Regions from separate parts of the Macaca mulatta genome. Here region 2 is linked to region 1. The links are chromatin contacts, called in public Hi-C maps. All regions are on one chromosome and are shown on one strand. The core of a region is the stretch at or near the end of the contact, and the rest is flanking DNA. Distances in the headings are between cores, read along the strand shown. Region 1 holds the start of NUMBL (NUMB like endocytic adaptor protein). Region 2 holds the start of RAB4B (RAB4B, member RAS oncogene family).

Region 1 (6,324 bases), core at 1,371-3,870:
GGCTGGGAGCCCGGGGCAGCTGTGGAGAGGGGCAGAGGGGTGGCTGGGAGATGCCCAGCTGGTAATCCATGGGAGCAGACAGGCTGGAAGTCAGCGATGGAGGTGTCCAGGGATTTGGCCTGGGGACTGGGGGGGCCACCTCTGAGATGGGAACAGGAAGAGGAGGTGATAACCCCTTACACACGGGCCCATTGGGGCCCTCTCCGCGGGCCACTGAGGCACAAAGCCAAGGCCCTTTGGGTAGCTGGGACATTTTGCTCCCCACTGACACCCTCCCCTCCTACCCAGGCCTCAGCCTTTGCCAGTTTATAAAAGCCCCATCACACCGGCTTCTGAGGACCACAGGCCTGACAGATGGCCAGACAGGCTTGGGCAGGGGGAGCAGAGAGGGAATGGAATTAATCCCGAACCCCTCTCCTTACAAAAACGGGCAACCCAGTGGTGAGGGGTGTGACCCAGGTTCCAGTCCCTACTCCGGGTCTGCTTCCCCTTCTGTGAAATTGGGACCCCCGTGCCCACCTCTTAATAATGGTAGATTATGATATTTTCGGTGCTTCCTGCATGAGACACAGCGCCAGGCATTCCACAGGCATCACCTTCTTTATCCTCCCAACAGCCCCATGAGGAAGACACTTTTAGCATCCCCACTTCACAGATGAGAAAGTGGAGGCCCAACAGGCCGGCAGGTGGCAGAGCTGGGATGGAGCCCTAGCCAGCTGGCCCCAGCTGGGTGTCTGTCCATGCCCACAACTCCTGCCCTGTATGTATGAGCTTATGGCTGGAGAGCTGCTCTGCTCCACACACTCATTTGCTAAAGCAAGGTTCACCCAGGGCCTCCTGAGCACCAGACCCTGTGCCCCACGCGACTATACCCAACTGGGATCCTTGCTCTCACAGGGCTTAAAGTCCAGTGCGGGAGACAGAGAGGTAGCCCCTGGCAACTTTGGATGCAGTTCTGGGTCACGCCCACACCTGTCCAGTTGAGTGTTTGGACCCACCAGCAGCCCTGACACGTGTTCCTTGCACTGTTTCACTGTGGCAGTTCCCGGGCAGGCCCCACATTGCCAGCTAGGCGGGCAGGATCCCTGCCCACCTCCACTCCAGGCTCTGGAACAGTCTTTAAGGGAGTCACAGACCGGCAGAGTGGGGAGCAGGAAGCTTCCAGGTGACGGAGGGCCCAGGCAGATGAGAATGGAGGTGGGTACACGGGAGGCCCAGGCTTCCAGCTCCTCTTCTTCAGAGGCCCCTTGAGCCCCGGCCTTTGTCCCTCTAACTCCCACCCGTCTCCCCAGGTGGTGAAGGCTGCAGCTGACGGAGACAGAGACCGTGTCCTACAGAAGTCCAGGGACCTCAAATTCCTCACAGGCTTTGAAACCAAGGTGGGGAGACACTGCAGGAGAAAGAGACGGGTGTCTGTTGGTGGGGTACAGTGGGGGGCTGCTTATCTCCACTGAGGAACGCGAGTGGGGTATGGGGCATGTCTATACCTGGGGACTGGGGGCTTTAGGAGGGGCTTGTCTCTACTAGGGAGAATGGAGGCTCTCTGTCTATACCCAGGCAGTAGGGGACTCTAGGATGGATGCTTATTCTTGCTGGGGGCTTTGGGGAGGAGTGGGAGGAGTGGGGGGAGGCGGCGGCCTGACTCCTCAGGAACCCTGGGAACATGGGCACTGTGGATCTGTTCAGGAGGGGCAGGGGCCGCTTCTCTATTGTAGAGAGAGTAGAGGGTGACTTGTCTGTTGGAGGCTCTGCGGGGAAGCGAGGGGTGCTTACTCAGGGAATAGGGAGCTGCTTGTCTAGTCCAGGTTCTAGAAGGAGCGGAAGCTGCTCACTCTTGGGGGAGTCCGGGCTTGTGTTGATGGTGGAGACTGGAGGGAGTGGAGGCTACATGTTGCTTCTGGGTTATACAGAGAGCTCTATGTCCACACTGGCTGCCTTTGCTGTCCCCCCCGCCACCCCACCCCCAGGCATTCTCCGACGCCCACGTGGAGGCAGTGATGATCCTGGGGGAGCCCTTCGCCACCCAGGGCCCTTATGACTTTGGGTCGGGGGAAACTGCCCGCCGCATCCAGGACCTCATCCCCGTGCTGCTGCGGCACCGGCTGCGCCCCCCACCCGAGGAGACCTATGCCCTGCACCGCAAGCTGGCAGGGGCTTTCCTGGCCTGTGCCCGCCTCCAAGCTCACATCGCCTGCAGGGACCTCTTCCAGGACACCTACCACCGCTACTGGGCCAGTCGCCAGCCAGACGCAGCCACTGCCGGCAGCCTCCCCACCAAAGGAGACTCCTGGGCAGATCCCTCATGACAGCCTCCATGGGGGATTCAGTCCCCAAAGCAGGCCATACCCTGCTGTAGTGCCTCTTAGCCCTTCCCCGTCTGCCCTGGGTCAGGGGAGCCCCCTGGGCTTCCCAGTCTTGCCTGGCTCTCCTCCTTGGCCCAGGAGCTCAGGATCCCTGGGGCTGGGGAACTCCCAACTTCATGCCCTAGATCCTGTACCTCCCCACTCTAAAGTGGGCATCCGGGAACTCTAAGCCAGGGAAGCAGTTAACTTATCTGTGCCAACATTTGAGGGAGCCTTGTGCCCCTGCATGCCGTTTTCAGATCCGGACTCATCAGGGGGAGCCCTCACCTCTGCCTCAAGTCTGCCGTGGAAGGCGAGATGGTGGTCCTGGAGGCAGTCCTCACCTCTGCCTCCCTCGCTCCTCCAACAGCTGCCTTCTCCCGGGTTCCAGCCTCTCAGTGTGTTGGAGAGGTAGGGGTGCGGGGGGAGGGGGGAGCTGAACCTTCAGTCGGAATAAAAGCAACCCTCCCCTTCCCCCAGCTCTTTTCTCTGCGCTAGGGTTCCGGGGAGAGGGGGAGGAGCTCGCCAGCGGCCTCCAGGTGCAGATGGCCAGCCCCCTCCACCCCCTTGTCTGAAAGCCCCAGCCCTGCCTGTGCCATCTGTTGCCGGGAACCTCCTTCTCGCCTTCCCCACCCCCCCACGTGCTGACCACCTGCTCTAAGGGCTGTGGCAGCTGAGGCCTCCCCCACACACAGTGCCTCTTGGCTGGAGGCTCCCTCCCCTCGCTCCCGGCAACCTCGCCTTTACTAATGGGCTCTAATGTCCCTGCCAGCTGCTTTGCCAAACCCACAGGATTGGCGTAGGGGGCGGCGGGGGCGCCGCAGCGGCCAGAACCGCGCCCTGGTCCCAGCCCGGCGCCCCCATTCCCAAAGCCGAACCGATCGCGCACCAGGACGCCTTGGTCTGTTCACACCCCCTCCCCTTGCTTGCAAAAAGTGCCTCGTCACCGCTTCTGCCCGCCCCCGCCGGGCTGGGGAACCATGGGGTTAGCGGGAAGATTTGAGGGTGTGGGGCGGCAAGGCACCTCCAGAAGCAACTCTTCCGGACGCGGAGCTGGAGGGGATCTGAGGTCAGGGGTCACGGAGGGGAAGGGAGTCCAGGCCCGATGGACCGGGGGAACGACTCGGCGATGTTCATTGGCATGCTCAGCCCGGGACTGGCCAATGGGCGTGGCGGGGCGGTGGCCGCGCCGGGGAAGGCGGGGTGGTGTCTGCGTGGGGGCGGGGTCTGCAGGCCAAGGGGCGGGGCAGGGCCGGCAAGGCGCCGGGGCGGGGCGGGGTCTTTCTGCATATACGGCAGGCGGCGGGCCAATGGGCGGGGCCGGGGCGGGGAGCCGAGGCCGAGGGACGCTTCCCCGCCCCCGGAACGGAATCCTCCCGGGAGCCGAGCAGGCTCGCGCGCGTGCATCCCGCACCATCCCCCGGCCCCGGGCCCTGGCCCGCGTCAGACCGAGCTGCCGCCGCCGCCACCGCAGCAGCAGCAGCAGCAGCAGCAGCAGTCGGGGAGCCGGGCCCAGCCAGGGCCGCGGGAGGCGGGGGCGCCCGGGCCCTGGATGTCCCGCAGCGCGGCGGCCAGCGTGAGAAGGGCGGGAGAGGGGGGCTCGGGTCGGGGGCGGCGCCGCTGCTGATGTGGCGGAGGGTGGGAGGCGGCCGCGGCGCCCGGATGGAGAGAGGGTGCCAAGGCTGGAGAGGGTGGTCCTGGGTGGGGGTCCAGGAACAGGCCCAACAAGCCAAAGCCCAGGAGACCAGGGTCTTGGGCACAGACCCCTGGGCCATCTCTTGCCAAGGCCCTGGAAATAGGGATCCTGGACACAGACCTCCCACAAAATCAAGGACAGGGGTACAGAGATTCTAGGTACAACTCCTGGAACTAGATGGGGATGGAGATGGGGTCGGGGATACAGCCCCCGTATCAAACCAAGGCCTCCAGGAGGTGATTCCAGACACAATCCTTACCTCTCCCTGCCTAAGGGGGTCTCAGCACAACAACTCCCTAGGCACGGTCTCAAGGATGGGGTCACTGCGTACAGCTTTCCCACCACGCCAAGGCATGGGGGGACTCCAAGCACAGCCTGCCCCCAGGCCTCAGAGGCACCCTGGGCACAGCATCCCCCCAATCCTTGGGCGGTGTCCCAGGCACAGCCCCTTCTCAAAACAAGGTCCCGTGCCTGGGACTCCACCCCACCCCAGCCTGAATAAAATAAGGACAATTTCAGGCAACCCCCAATCCCTCCACCCCCTGGCTTGGTCAAGGGTCCCAGGGCACAGAACCCCTGGGCCACCCCCTTTGTCCCCAGGGTTGCCCAGCTGTCCAAGAGTGGCCCCACCCGCAGACAATGCACCGCCTCCCCCATCCCGGACCTGGCCCCTCAGGCTCCAGCATACAGGCTGGGCTGGGGGCGGCTCCCCAGGGACCGGGTGCAGCCCTGTCTGTCTGCAGCGTCTGCGGTGACGGTGACGGCGGCTTTGTGTGTGGTACCTGGGGGGAAGGGGGGAAGCAAGCAATGGGGAGGTGGCTAGGAGTGTGCCCTGTGTTTGTGTGGCTGTGGCTGTGTGTGTGTGTGTGCACGCGTACGCTGCAGCTGGTGACAGGAATCCTGTGTGTGTGCTTGTGGTGGTGTCTATGATTGTGTCTGTGTGTGACCCTAGTATTTGACTGTGTATGTGTGTGTGACAGCTGCTTACTATGCAGAATCCTGTACTTTTTAGTCTGACTGTGTTTGGAGGTGTGCATGGTTGTGACTGTGGTTGTCTGTGATTATGTCTTTTGTGACCCTGTTTGTATGCCTCGGTAACTATAACTGGGTATGTGACAGTATGTGTTGAGTCTGGGGGTGGGCATGCGTGTGACTGACAGGATGTGGGTGGAGTTGTGACTGTGTGTGTGAGTGGAGTTGTCTATGGCTCCATGTGCATGTGTGACCCTCCCAGTGACTGACAATGTTTATAGTTGTGTCTCTACCTGATTTTATACACATGAGTGACACACACCTGTCTGTGCAACTCTGCCGGTGTGACTGCCATTGTATCTGAAGTCACATTGTGTCTATGTGCCTGAGGTTGTGTGACAGTATTGTGTATGACAGTGGTTGCGTATGCAGAACCATGTCTGAGTGTGTGACTGGGGTTGTATTAATATAAATGACTGTATCTGGCTGTGTGTGTGATAATGAGTGATTATATGTATTTCTAGCCTTGTATGTGTGATTTGGGTTATGTATTTGACTAGGTGTCTGAAACCCTGGCTATTTAAAAGGATTATTTGTGTGTGACTAAAGCTATGGATGTGTTTCCGTATTGGTGCCAGGAAATTATGTTTGTAGGGGTGTTTATGTGACTGTGGCTTCCATATGACTGTGTATGACCTGCATGTCTGTGATCCTGGGTGACTATAGATGTTTGTGTCTATGTCATCACCTGTGAGAGTTTGGGGTCTGTAGTTGTGTGCCTGTTTTTGTCTCTGTGTGTATGTGCTGGACTACCTGTGTTTGAATGTATGATTTGGTGATGAGATTGGCCCCTGACTGTGCACATGGCTCCATCAGGACCCGTGTCTTCTGTGTAAACCCAACTATAAATGCCACGTCCTGGTCACTGCATTTCTGTGCCTACGCTGGACTGTGTACTTGTGACGTGGGAAACTAAAACTGTGCGCTTTTGTCTCTATGTGTGAGACATGTGTATAGGTGGGGCTTATGACTTTGTGCACCTGTCCACACGGGGCTGTGATTCTGTGTGGCCACATACTTGTCTCTGTGACTTGTGTGCCTGCATGAAAAAAGGCTATATGTTTCACTGTGTTGGAGTGACATGGTACAGCTGTGTATGGGACACTGGGTGACGGGATTATGACCATGATAGGTGGCTGGGTCATGTGGACATTGATGCTGTGGCCATGTCTACAGGACCACCAATGGCTGTGTCTTGAGGGTGGCCATTCTTGGGGATAGTTGTTTGTGGGTGGTTGCGTGCTGTGGCCATCA
Region 2 (5,968 bases), core at 66-2,565, 91 kb before region 1:
GTTAGTAGAGACGGGGTTTCTCCATGTTGGTCAGGCTGGTCTCGAACTCCCGACCTCAGGTGATCCGCCCACCTTGGCCTCCCAAAGTGCTGGGATTACAGGCGTGAGCCACCGTGCCCAGCCCACACGTGCAGGTTTGTTACATAGGTCAATTGTGTGTTGTTGTGGGCCAGGAACAGCTCTAAAGGTCTTTACTCACATCAACAGCTCACATCATCCTCAGGAAAACTCTATGAGGGAGGTAGCCTAAAAATTATTCCCCTTTTCCAGATGAGGAAACAGGCCAGAGAGGTTAACTGACTTGCCCCAAGTGACAGAGCTAGGCAGAAGTGAGATTCAAACTTAGGCCGAGGGCTCCAGAGTCCATCGCTAAAGTCTCTTGAAAGCTATTTAAACAAGGACTACCAACTAGCCCTTGTTCCTCTTCACCTCCTACCACCCTCTGACTCATTCACTCCACTATAGCTCCTGACCTTCAGTCTATTCCCTGAAAACGACAAGCTGGTTCTCACCTCAGGGTCTTTGCACTCTTCTCTTCTGTATTTGTTGAACGAATGCAGCTCCCTCTGACTCCTAAACCTGCGCTTCCCCCGCCTCCAATCACCACCTCCTGTGCTGCATCCCTACTGATTTTCCACTTCCCGACCTCTCCTTCCCTCCCTCTGCCCAGACCCTGGCTCCATTCTCATGCATAAGCCCCACCCCTTGCCACTAAGTCCTGCCCCTAACTCAAGAACAGCCCATACCCAAACCCATTCCAGAGCTCTCTCCAGCCAGATCAACCCCAGGGTCCCGAGCTTCCATCCAGTGTTCCCTCTAGCCCATAAGCCCGACTCCTGCCATTCACGCAGTCAGCCCCGCCCCTTCACTCAGGCTCCGCCCATATCCATTAAGGCCCACCTCTTCCCTCAGGGCCTCCCTGAACCCCTAAGTACCAGCTCCCTCAAATCCCGCCCCAGATCTATTTAACCCACGCACCAGACCTTCAGGCTCCACCTAAATCGATTAAGCTCAGCCTCAGACCCACTAAACCCCTCCCAGCATCCACTTAGGCCCTGCCTCCATAACACCAGACCCCGCCCCCTGATCTACAAAGCCCCGCCCATTCCCACAGGCCGCATCCTCCCGGGGCCCAGACCCAGGACCCCGGCTTCGGCCCACCACCCTCACCGTAGGTCTCGGCCATGACTCGGTCGCGGCCGCTGAGGGCCGCAATATGGCGCCGCAGCCGCGCCTGCTCCTCGGCTGGCAGCCGCTCCACTCCGGCTACAGCCCCGGCTTCTTCCTACTCCCCGGGCCCGGCACCGCCACTTCCGCCTCCGCCCCCCTCCAGCGCGACCCGCTCCAGCAGCTGGATACCAGACCACGCTTTCCGAAGGGCGGGATTGGTGGACTCGCGGGCAGAGGGCGGGACAAAAGGCGCGGATTGGTGGCATGAGAGGGGCCCAGCCCAAAGGGGCGGGGCCGAGGCCAGCGATTGGCTGAGCAAGTGGGAAGGGACGTGCAGAGCTGCTTTGCCGAGCCGAGGAACGGATTTAGTCTGGAGTCCGGGGGCAGAGTCGAGTCTCCGGATTGGATTGGAGCGGACTTGGGGGAGGGGATACGAATGCAAAGAAGGGGGCACGGGCAGAATTGACAGAAAGAGGCTGGAAGAGGAGCTGATCTTGAGCTGGCGGGAGCGGTTACTGGTCTCAAAGGCAAAAAGGAGGAAAACTCGGAAGATAGGCGCAGGTTACTTCCCGCCTCCCTTTGCAGATAATCTTCCAAGAAAACCTTTGCTGTGCGATTTATATCCTCCGCGTAGTCCCATTGGCTCCCTCCCACTGGTCTAGAGAGGACACTACAACCCCCTAGTTGGGCTGCTTAGGTTTTCCTTTGCTTGTGTCAGAAACCTAAGCTTAGGAGCCCTCCTACCGCACACGGCTTTCATCAGTGAAACACTGCCTAGCAACCACTGACGTTACCATATGCAGCGGGTTAACTGGTTAGATTCAGGAACCCAGAGAAACATTTCATTTGTATAGTCCCCATCCCACCCTACCCCACCCCAAAGACCACAGAGACAGGCCGTTTGCACTGGGCTGACTGTATTTGCATAAAGCCAAGGAGGGGAAACGGCAGGGCCAGCGGTAGGCTGAGCTCACTGGCAGTAGAAATCCCATTTCTGAAAAAGAGAAAGGGGAAACAGTGGAGAGAAAACCAGCGGTCACACCACAAAGGATCTAGTGGTTTTTGCAAAGGCTGCAGCTGCAGGGCCCAGGTCTGGCCACGCAAGTGCTACGCAAATTAGCCTAGAGCCCTCTAATCTTTGCACCTCCCAACCGAACCCATTTTACTGGTGAGAAAATTGAGGCAGGGAAAGAATTTCTCCCAGCGCACACACCTAGGGAGCCAAGGGTGGGAGCATTTTTGCCCATCCCCACAACCTAAGGGTCCTCCCCCCAGATTTTTTGCCAGCCCCCATGACACTCACGTCTGTCTTCACATCGACTTTGCCAGGTTTCAGGGTCTGGTCCTCCCGGACAATGCTACTGGGGAAATAGCCCAGGCGAGCGGCCAGATCTCCATAGTAATCTCCCTGAACCTAGGGAAGAGGAGTTAAAAGCTAGGGTCTGGGAAGATGGCAAGCTTATGCCTGCTGAAGGCTTTGCATTCTCCCTTCTCCCTGATCTCCATGTAACTGGCTCCATCCTTGTCATACGAATCTCAGCTTAAATGTAACCTGTTCAGAAGCCTTTTCTGACCACCCAAGTCAGTCTCTGTTAATACTCACAGCAGCGCATATTTGCTTTTATTATTATTTTGGAGACAGGGTCTCACTGTGTCGCCCAGGTTGGGGTGCAGTAGCATGATCACGGCTCACTGCAGCCTCAACTTCTGGGCTCAAGCAATCCTCCCACCTCAGCCTCCTGAGTAGCCGGGACCACAGATACACGCCATGACGGCCAGTTAATTTTTAATTTTTTTTGTGGGGGGGGTCTTACTATGTTGCCCAGGCTGGTCTCGAACTCCTAGGCTCAAGCTATCCTCCCAACTTGGCCTTACTTGGGATTACAGGTGTGAGCTACCGTGCCCGGCTGCTATTTTTTATGACTTGCTTTTTGCTCATTTCTCTCCATTAAAATAAAAAGGATCAGGCCAGGCGCGGTGGCTCAAGCCTGTAATCCCAGCACTTTGGGAGGCCGAAACGGGCGGATCACGAGGTCAGGAGATCGAGACCATCCTGGCTAACACGGTGAAACCCCGTCTCTACTAAAAATACAAAAAACTAGCTGGGCAAGGTGGCGGGCGCCTGTAGTCCCAGCTACTCAGGAGGCTGAGGCAGAGAATGGCATAAACCTGGGAGACGGAGCTTGCAGTGAGCTGAGATCTGGCCACTGTACTCCAGCCTGGGTGACAGAGCGAGACTCCGTCTCAAAAAAAAATAAAAATAAAAAAATAAAAATAAAATTTAAAGGATCATTTGTTGTTGTATCTTGGTATCTAGAACAGAACGTGGGACCATAGCAGCTGCCCTAAAATTGGTAAATAAAGTGAAAATAGGCTGGGGGGGCGGTGGCTCACACCTAGAATCCCAGCACTCTGGGAGGCCAAGGCGGGCAGATCATGAGGTCAAGAGTTCAAGACCAACCTGGCCAGTATGGTGAAACCCTGTCTCTACTAAAAATACAAAAATTAGCCAGGTGTGGTGGTGCATGCCTGTAATCCCAGGTACTCGGGAGGCTGAGGCAGGAGAATCGCTTGAACCCAAGAGGTGGAGGTTACAGTGAGCCGAGATCGCACCATTGCATTCCAGCCTGGGTGACAGAGCAAGTCTCTGTCTCGGAAAAAATTAAAAATAAACAAATAAGGGCCGGGCGCAGTGGCTCACGCCTGTAATCCCAGCACTTTGGGAGGCTGAGGTGGGCGGATCATGAGGTCAGGAGTTCGAGACCAGCCTGGCCAATATGGTGAAACTCTATCTCTACTATAAATACAAAAATTAGCCGGGCGTGGTGGCACGTGCCTGTAGTCCCAGCTACTCAGGAGACTGAGGCAGAAGAATCGCTTGAACTCGGGAGGCGGAGGTTGCAGTGAGCACAGATCACGCCACTACACTCTAGCCAGGGCAACAGAGTGAGACACTGTCTCAAAAATAAATAAATAAAGTAAGTAAGTAACAATATACCCCCACAATGTCTATTTCAGTTCATCCCCCTCAAATCTTCCCTTCATGGGGATAATGAGTCTACCCCAGCCCTGTACCCTTCCCTCTTTCACTCTCCCAAGACTCACGCTGCCTCCCCAGAAGAGCCGCCCACGGCCCTTCAGCTTGGAGAAGACATACACCACTTGGCCCCGGTGAATGGTCAGGAATCGGCAGTCGGGGGCCATGTAGTCCTGAAGGGCCACAGCCATGGAGATAGGGTCTAGGGAAGGAATAGAAGGGAATGCAATACCCTCCACACAGGCTAATACCCCAAGCCCCCAGTTCTCCCTCCCCACTCTTACAGCTGCACTCCTGGTCTGCACACAGCTTCCGGTCAGCCAGCTTGGGCATAGGGCCACCCCCGACACCAGGTCCGGAGAAGGCAGACAGCAAGACGATGACACCGAGGAACACCAGGGACCAGGCCATCGTGGACTGTGAGCAAGAGAGTGAGCAAAGGGGTGCTGAGGTCTCCAATTTCCTCCCCTCCCTCTCTCCCATAGTTCAAGGAAACTTGTGTTCTTGGTCTTATCCCCGCCCTAAACCAGTCCCAAATTTCACCCACACCACCTAGAAGTTGCTACCCAGCCAGAACCATTTCAAGGATAGGGTAAAGGCTGCAAGCCCAAGGAAATTCCCAGATAAGGTCCAAAGCAGCTCACAGCTTTCCCAGTGACAGCCCCCTCCTCAACAATCACAGAGGCCCAGACAAGGTGGTTGAGATACTCAATTCCATCTTCTCTTGAGTTGGCTTAGGTACCTGGGCTCCTCTGCTGTCCCCTCTGGCGACAGAAGCAGGAGGAGCCTGTAAGGAAAACCACCTTGGAATTTCCTGTGCTGTGGGGCGGGAGAACAAGGCAGCCCTTTGATGACCAGAAACAGCTCAGCCCTGGAGTACTGACTGAATATTGTATGCTGAACCTTAGGCTAGGCAATGTCCCACCACGATCACTGTTTATCTGCACCAGCCGCTTCCCACTGGATGACCTGGGCTAAGCTATTTCTCCTCACAGAGCCTCAGCATCCTTATATGTAAAATGGGAACAATAAAAAAAGCCAGTAGTTATAGAGCATTCACCAAGTACGTATTTATGTTATGAACTCAAATGGATACTCTGTATCATGTCAGGAGTGATTATAAACCCTCCCTTTCTTTTTTGAGACAGGGTCTCACCCTGTTGCCCAGGTGGAGTGCAATGGTGCCATTGTGGCTCACTGCAGCCTCAACCTCCTAGACTCAGGCAATCCTCCCACCTCAGCCTCCTGAGTAACTGGGACTACAGGCACAAGCCACCTATGCCCAATTAATCCATTTTTCTACAATAATTATTTTGAGGTAGGGTCTTGCTCTGTTGCCCAGGTTGGAGTACAGTGGCATGATCCTGGTTCACTGCAGCCCCTATTTCCTGGGCTCAAGCAGTCCTCCCACCTCAGCCTCCCGAGTAGCTGGGACCACAGACATGCACCATTATGCTCAGTTAATTTTTTTTTTTTTTTGAGACGGAGTCTCGCTCTGTCACCCGGGCTGGAGTGCAGTGGCCGGATCTCAGCTCACTGCAAGCTCCGCCTCCCGGGTTCACGCCATTCTCCTGCCTCAGCCTCCCGAGTAGCTGGGACTACAGGCGCCCGCCACCTCGCCCGGCTAGCTTTTTGTATTTTTTAGTAGAGACGGGGTTTCACCGTGTTAGCCAGGATGGTCTCGATCTCCTGACCTTGTGATCCGCCCGTCTCAGCCTCCCAAAGTGCTGGGATTACAGGCTTGAGCCACCGCGCCCGGCT

Evidence for each region. A called contact is a pair of places that touch in the nucleus more often than the background predicts.
Region 2: a Hi-C map of fetal cortex germinal zone shows a contact between it and region 1, with 1.8 times the contacts expected there. The contact joins the promoter of RAB4B here to the promoter of NUMBL in region 1. A contact is called at or near these places in 2 of 14 Hi-C or Micro-C datasets (cortical neurons and fetal cortex germinal zone).

The regions. Positions count from the first base shown.
Region 1 is chr19:51,805,284-51,811,607 of T2T-MMU8v2.0, reverse strand. NUMBL (NUMB like endocytic adaptor protein) reads left to right here and starts at 2,620. Exons shown (of 10, transcript XM_077982833.1): 1 at 2,620-2,753. The coding sequence starts at 2,661. It overlaps COQ8B (coenzyme Q8B), which reads left to right. Exons shown (of 15, transcript NM_001265945.1): 14 at 1,293-1,379; 15 at 1,968-2,465. The coding sequence ends at 2,306. It overlaps LOC114674211 (a long non-coding RNA gene), which reads right to left and starts at 3,480. Exons shown (of 5, transcript XR_013410690.1): 1 at 2,631-3,480; 2 at 1,774-1,868; 3 at 520-1,390.
Region 2 is chr19:51,894,906-51,900,873 of T2T-MMU8v2.0, reverse strand. RAB4B (RAB4B, member RAS oncogene family) reads right to left here and starts at 1,315. Exons shown (of 8, transcript XM_077982883.1): 1 at 1,171-1,315. The coding sequence starts at 1,186. MIA (MIA SH3 domain containing) reads right to left here and starts at 4,769. Exons shown (of 4, transcript NM_001261282.1): 1 at 4,492-4,769; 2 at 4,276-4,409; 3 at 2,474-2,584; 4 at 2,136-2,164. The coding sequence starts at 4,618. The coding sequence ends at 2,141.